Regions from separate parts of the Zea mays genome. Here region 2 is linked to region 1. Evidence: chromatin contacts called from public Hi-C data. All regions are on one chromosome and are shown on one strand. The core of a region is the stretch at or near the end of the contact, and the rest is flanking DNA. Distances in the headings are between cores, read along the strand shown.

Region 1 (3,714 bases), core at 759-3,258:
TGTAATTCGATATTGTTAATGTTTATTCATGGTACAAATAATCTAACGATTTAAGATAATTGTTCGTATTCTTTATACGTAATTCATGCTTTTGCTTTCCATTACATATTGAAATGATGAAGGTATGTCATTCATGACCTTCGTCTGAAGATCATTATATCCTGAGAGAGATAATGCTTTGTAGGACGAAGGCCTTTAACCATTAACATTTATGTTGTCTTGTTCTTAACTCATAGCATTTGAGAACAAGTCCCCAACAATTGAATTGCCATTCATTTTTAGCTTTGTTAATGTTGTTTCTTATTGGTTGCTTACTTGTATTAGTTAGAGAATTTATATCTCTTGTTGTATGGATTAAATTTCTCTAGTATGGTTGATTTTAGTCAAAACCGTCTATTCACCCCCTCTAGCTAGTGTCCTAGATCCTACAGGCGGCCGCACATAGACGATACCCCCGGAGCGGCCATTCACATTGGAAACCTCGGTTTCGTCATCAGCCAGGAAGGCAATATGGTCAGAGTGACACCTGCCCGACCTCCTTCGTCGGAGACCCCGACACCATCTTGGAAGCCCTCGGTGCCCCTCAGCCTCACCCCATGCGGGCGGCATGAGGGACACAAGCTCGCCCCGCCTTCTAAAGTTAATGAAATAAGACGACAGATCGTGATCTATATGAGGTTCAACCCCTCGTATGACAATCTGTCGGCTTTCTTCGCGTCCTACGTAGAGCTCTCTACGTTATATGACACAGAAATGATGTCCTACTGCGGTGGTTCTAGCAGTAGCCTCAACACCTTCCCGCCTCGACCGTGTCATACGGTCATCTCCCCACCTCTGATGACTTTGAGTTTGTAGAGATGGCGGGTGGCGGTGGGGACTTCATCTTCCATGCACTCTACATGGACTTGGATTTGGACTTGGATTTAAGTCCTCCTGAGAGCGGCGAGGAAGGACCCTCTAACAGAAAGCGATATGAAAGATAACACAAACGATGCACAAAACTAATGTTTTAAAAGTGTTTCGTTATTTTTTATATATCACATTGTATACACGAATTTATTTGAAAAAGATGGCACATATCATTGTAAAAAATGTCATGGCTACATTACGCAGCAATGTTATAGAGCAGCTCCAAAGAAATCTCCATACTCTAACCAACTAATTTATCTTGATATATCTATATTCTAACTAACTATATTTTTTAGAATAGAGCTCTATAACATTGCTACGTAAAAACTATCTCCAGCATCTTACACATTCATAGCCTTATATTTAAACCCCACTCTGCAAAATGTGTAGTATGCAATGCAAAACAATGAAAAAATGGATGAATTGTTGGAGACGGTCTAATGTAGCCATGACCTTTTTTTACAGTGATCTGTAATGTTTTTTTCAAATAAATTCGTGAGTCTTTACATTCCATCAGAATAGAGATTTAGATAAAAAAAATCCTCCAATAGACTCTCTAAAGGCTAGTTTGAAAACTCAAATCCTCTTCAGGACTGAAGGGGATTGAAGAGAAAATTAGTTCATTTCCACCTCAATACCCTCTAATCCCAAAAGGGATTTGAGGTTCTCAAAGTAGCCCTAAACATACAAAAACTTCTCCGTTCCAATTTATAATTCATTTGATTTTTTAATTCAAATTTGACTAGTATTCAAACAAATCTGTTATTATTATTATTTTTTACTGTGATATCATTTAGTATATAATATATTTTAAATGTAACTTTACTTTTCATTTTTCGCAAAAAATTGAATAAGATAAGCTAATTAAATTTGATAGAGAAATTCAAACAAATTGTAAATTAGGACGGATAGGAGATGAAGAACGACGCAATTGCGCATAGCCTACGCGATACGGAGCTTCGCGCCATCGTCTGACCACTTCCCAGCTCTCCCGTCCTGCAATGACTATTGGGCTGCAAGTCCTACCCTGGAAACGGCCCAAACATGGCCCAACCTAATAACCAGTTGAGCTATGGCGTTGTGCGCCGTCTGTGGACCAGACACCCATACTGATTCGCTGGCGGCAGGCCGACGGCTACGGAGACGGAAGTGGCGACCGGTTCCGGCGAGGCGCAGGCGACAGATAGGGGACAGGGCGACCATTTCTAGCGAGGCAGGAGCGGGGAAGATCCGGAAGCTGCGATGTCGAAGCGGCTGCTGTCGCGGCTGCTCGGCATGTTCCAATCGCGGACGCAGGTGGGCGTCGACAAGGCCGGCAACCGCTACTTCACCCGCGTTGAGGAGGTCGACGGCACAAGTACGTGTCCCCGTCCACCCCGCTCATCCTACCCCCTGTTACCCCTACTTGCACGAGCTTGCCTCTAGTTTCCCCGCTCCCGGTCTCCTCTGGCAAGGAGGAAGGCACGTGAATGCCGGCTAAGCAAATCTCGATGCGGTTGCTTTTTCTTCTTCTTCATGCTGTTCTTGATTGCGGAACAAGGGAACAGTGAAGGAGAGGCGCTGGGTGGAGTTCAAGGGCGCAGACCAGGACTCGACCACCGTTCCAGGTTACCTTCCTCCCTTCCTGCTCATTTTCCCGATGAGGATGTTGTGATGTGACTGAAGAAGTGAAGAATCCTAATGTAACTGCTACGGCACCGTGTTTGCAGGCATGTATGGATTGTGGCCTTGATTTTAGATTATTATGTACTTGGATTTGTTGATTGCATATACAACATCTCATAGTCATGTCGTGCTTGTAGTCGAGTGGATTTGCTGGCTGAATGGCCAAAGGAAGAAAGCTCCAACACCAGAGGTAAGAGCAAGAATGTGAAACAACACATTGTCATTCAAAGTTTTTCTAGGTCTTCCCTTTTATTGTATTGTCAATCCAAACTTTACAAGGAGAGCAACATAGTCATTGCATCTGATGCTGATATATCATAGTACCTTCCAGGAATTGGCTGAGCTGGAGGCAAGACGTGAACGTGTCAAGCAAAACATTCAGCGTATGTATGCGGTGTTTCCTACTTGTGTACTCATGTATGATTTTATTAATAAGCCTCACTGTGTGCAGTGAGCAAGAGCCCAAACATGTTTTCTTAGGCATTTGCAGTTGAGTAACCCATGTTAATTGCCTCAACTACTTTATAGTAGCCCATATGTATCATAATATGCACTGTATGCTACTTTCCATACCGTTCACTGGACAAGGCTAAGAGAAATGAAATAAAATGCTGGTTAGATATGTGTGTTTCTTGTATTTGATGCTAAATTCTTATTTTGTAAATAGAAACTGTATTGTATTTTGTGCTAGGATCGTCAACAAGGTTGTATGAGACATGATCACTTGAAAACTTTGATCTCTATTACTCCATCCATCCACAAAAGGGTGCAATTTTCACTTTTCGAGGAGCCAAACAGTTTGAAGTTGGACCATAATTATACCAAGAAGTATTAACCTTTATGGTAAGATAAGTAGAATGGCAGACCCAGTGCCGGAGGCTCCCACATGAGTGGTGTGTGGGAAAGGGATAAACCGAGGCAAGTCTTTCCCTACAAATACGAAGAGCTTTGAGCCCGTGACCTGATGACTCTAGTGAGACAACTCTCACCGCTGCACCAAGCCTGTCCATAAAATTAATTATGAGATATATTTTCGTAGTAAATCTAGTTAGGGACATAAATGTTAATATTATTCACTATAAACTTGGTCAAACTAGTTTGACTTGCACAAATCCCACAGTTGCATCCTTTTGTCCCATT
Region 2 (3,714 bases), core at 904-3,403, 140 kb before region 1:
TCTCCAAGTGCCTTTATGCACTGCACAGAAGAAGTATGATGATGGAATTCTTGCACTCTATTCCCATTTCCATCCCACAGAATAATGGCGCCATTCGTGCATCCTGACCAGATTGTTCCATCCATTGCTTGAGCCACCGCTCCTGTTCTGCGGTTATCTTCGACAAATGTCCCCTTTGTTGCAACCCTGCGCACCGCATCGGCTGCTCCTATTAAAGCATTCCTAGATTTTTGGAAGAAGTTCAAAGAACCTTGTGACTTGTCCTTCTTCGAAGGTTTTGCTTTAGGATTAGGATTGATCTCTTCCTCCATAGGTTGCTCTGGCATGACAGGTGTCTCTAGCTTTGCTGAGTCAACTTGGCCATCCATCCCAAATACTTTCAGCAACTCCCTTGTACGAGCATCCCTGTAGCAAGTTGTTCAGTAGAATTGGCATGTTAAAGTACCTACTATGTGCTGGGGAGAACAGTGATCTAATTAACACATTTCATCTGTTCCAGATCTTTCAAAAAAATAGCAACTTTCATCTGTGTATGTGAGGCATACCAGAGTGCAAATGTCATGCTAGTCACGGTCCAAACTTTCGCCCGGGAATGATCCGCTAGCATGTACTTAACATCAGAAGCGGGCAATGAGCAAACATTACCAACTGTGCAATGGTTCCTCAGGTCGATGTAGGCTCTCTCAACCAACAAAGCCGCCATATGTTTCTCTTCTGGTGACAATGACAGGGACTTGGCAATGGCATCGTAAGGCCACACCTTTATCATTCCACCCTCGGAACCCGACCATATCTCACCTGTTATTAGATTCAGCAACACATACTATTTTCGTCAGAAATTTTTAATTTGTAGTTCACATGCAGTGATGTCAATGTGCGGATGCAACGCAATTGTGAGTTTGTGGCAACAGAAATGCATTTGCATTGCAATGAGGATGGTAAATGGCATGCTGACCATACGAAGTGACGACCATGGAGAGCACGGGCGTCCGGCCATAGGCCTGCCACGTGAGGGCTTCCCTGAACACTGGCGCATTATTGCTTGCCCCGCCGTGACTACTCCCTCCAACGCTCCCGCCGCCGTCGCCGGCACCAGCGGCCGGGGGCGCAGGAGCCGTGGCGGCCGCGTCGAGGTCCATGCGCCACGATCGGATCCTCCCGTCCTTATGCCCTGTCCACAGCAGGCGGTTGGCCCTGTCTACGACGACGCACAGCGCGGGCGGCGCGGGCATGCCCTCGCGGAAGGGCGCACTCTCCTCGTCGCCGCGGCGCGCGCCGGCGCCCCACTCGGCGAAAACCTCGTCGAGCGACCACACCCTAATCCCGGACTCGGCCCCGGCCCAGAGCTGGCGGCGCTGCGGCTCGGCGGCTAGCGAGCGGAGGAAGGAGCCCGCCTGCGTCTCGCGGAGCGGGTGGGGCCGTACCTCAAGCGGGGGCGGACGGCCCGGGTGCATGGCGGCGCGAAGCGGCACACGGAAGATGCCCTTGCCGCCCCCCGCGCCGACGAACTCCGGGAGGGAGCCATGGCCACCGCCGTACTCTGACATGGCGCGCTCGAGCGTCATGGAGCCCTCGCTGAGGCCGCCGGCCGAGCGTCGGGTATTGGAGGAGTAGGAAGCGCTGGGGTGGTGCTGGTGGGGCGGGAGCGGAGGGTGGTAGACCATGGGCACCATGCCCGAGGGATCGTGGTGGAGCGGGTAGTTGAGGGAGTGGGAGGCAGGCAGAATGTGCTCGTCGTCGAGGCTGTGCTTGCGCAGCGCGGCGCGGCGCGCGGACGCGGCGTCCCGCGTCAGTGGCTGGCTGTAGGAGATCCCGCGGCGCTGGTGCGGCGGGCCGCGCGCCACCTTCAGCGCCTCGTCGTCCGGCTCCATGGCAATCGGTGGCGCCCCGCCGATCGGCAAGCCGGTCGTTGCCTGCGAGTGCTTCCTCGCGCGGCTCGCTTAGCGCGCGCTGCAGTTTTTTTTGGCGTTGGCCTGGGCGTGGAAAAGGGAGAGAGGGATAGACGGCCAGAACCGGCCAAGATGGGGAGGGAGAAGAGGACGGCGAGTTCGACGCGGGAGTGAGAGGTCGTGGTCGGAGGGAGGGAGGAGGAGCCGAGGAAGGCGGGGCACGGGGAGAGAAACGCGAACCGAAGTCTCTGTGCCTCCATGCTAGTGGGAATTGGGCCGACCGGACTAGACTCGTGGTGCTTTATTTAGGCCAAGGCTCAAAAAACTTTAGAGGCCGTAAGACTAGCAACAGTAGTCTTGTCTCTATTTCTACTATATTAGTATCAGTTTTATCTGTTGTTCCATATCAATATTTTTCAGAAAAAAAAACTTACATTTCTTTAGAATTAATCCGCACTCATATAAACTCTTCTCTACTAATATAATAAGAAAGTTTTGTGTATCATGGTTTTCGTGTGTCATCCTCCTCCAGTGACCATCGTACGTCGTCGTGCTTCCCCGCACCTCTGAAACGAACTCTCACACACCACACGCAGAAACCGCCTCGCGGGCCACACACCTTCCTCTGCCCACTGTAACCTCGAAGCATGTCATGAGGATAAGTCCCCGCAAACTCCGTGCCGAGCAATGCGAGGATAGGCCCCGTAAACTTATAACACCCGTCCAATCTCGTACCGACGGTACTCACTGCTGGCAGCTCTCTATGATCATATATTGTCCCCACAGACCAACACGGGTCTTTTGTGCGCACTTTGTCCTCACTCATGTGCACCCGAGAAAACTTTCGAGTCCGTCATTGTGGAGGACAGATATCCTTCGGGTCCACTAGAAGGCTAGAAGACCTCGCGAAAGGTCTTGGGCCCATTATTTCGCAAGGCCATCCCTTCGTGGGTCTGGGGAGGAATGTCTGGCAGAGTGGATCGACGCAAGATTGGATCAACTCGAGCCCAGGTGACCCAATGGATTTAAGCATTATCCACAGCAGTGACCCGATTTTCCCGCGCTGCGCCCTCAGGCGTCGAAACTGAATGACGATAAGTCGGCAGAATTATAGTAAGATAGGCTCAGTCGGTTCACTATTACTTAGGCACACGTTGTTATCATATCTGCATGTAGCGCCCCACGGTCGAGTATATAAGGCCTAGGGGGCACCCCCTCAAAGACAACTCACTGATTAGTCGTCTACTCAACTCTCTAGTATCCCTCATACTAGAGAACTCCCCTGTAACCTACCACATAAAAGATCCACATCAGGAAGTAGGGTGTTATGCCTCTCTAAGCGGCCCGAACCTTTATAAAATTGCCCACTGTCTCTCGTGCATCTAGCACGAACCATCGAGCTACAGTCAGTAACACCGTCCTACTCTAAAAAGTACCTCGAGGGGCAACCCCGGGTACGCGGCCGGACCCAAAACACCGACAGCTGGCGCGCCAGGTAAGGGGTGTGTCACTGATCCAAGCTAGCTCAATGGCCGTCACTTTCTAGCACAAGATTGCTCTCCGCCCTAGATCCGTGTTCTGCTTCGGAACCATTTCATCCGTGGAGATGAAGAAGGAACTCTACATCGCATAGCGGATCTGCCGGAAAGAAAACCTTCCTCGATAACCTTCGGGAAAGCCAGAGCAAAGCCGGAAATACCGCAACCTCCAGCGCTCCGAGCAAAGATTACCACCTGCAAACCAGGAGCGGAAAATTCATTCACCCGAGGAACCCCATTGTCCAACTCATCCACAGAAGAGTGGACACGGATTACGAGGAAAAAAG

The links. Hi-C and Micro-C count contacts between places; a contact is called where the count stands out from the background.
Region 2: a contact with region 1 is called in a Hi-C map of leaf, with 6 times the contacts expected there. The contact joins the promoter of LOC103647560 here to the promoter of LOC100283396 in region 1. A contact is called at or near these places in 2 of 25 Hi-C or Micro-C datasets (ear and leaf).

The regions. Positions count from the first base shown.
Region 1 is chr2:197,102,001-197,105,714 of Zm-B73-REFERENCE-NAM-5.0, reverse strand. It overlaps LOC100283396 (oxidoreductase), which reads left to right and starts at 2,008. Exons shown (of 8, transcript NM_001156297.1): 1 at 2,008-2,266; 2 at 2,457-2,516; 3 at 2,712-2,764; 4 at 2,906-2,957. The coding sequence starts at 2,152.
Region 2 is chr2:197,246,092-197,249,805 of Zm-B73-REFERENCE-NAM-5.0, reverse strand. It overlaps LOC103647560 (type I inositol polyphosphate 5-phosphatase 13), which reads right to left and starts at 2,153. Exons shown (of 11, transcript XM_008672079.3): 1 at 956-2,153; 2 at 546-798; 3 at 1-405. The coding sequence starts at 1,871.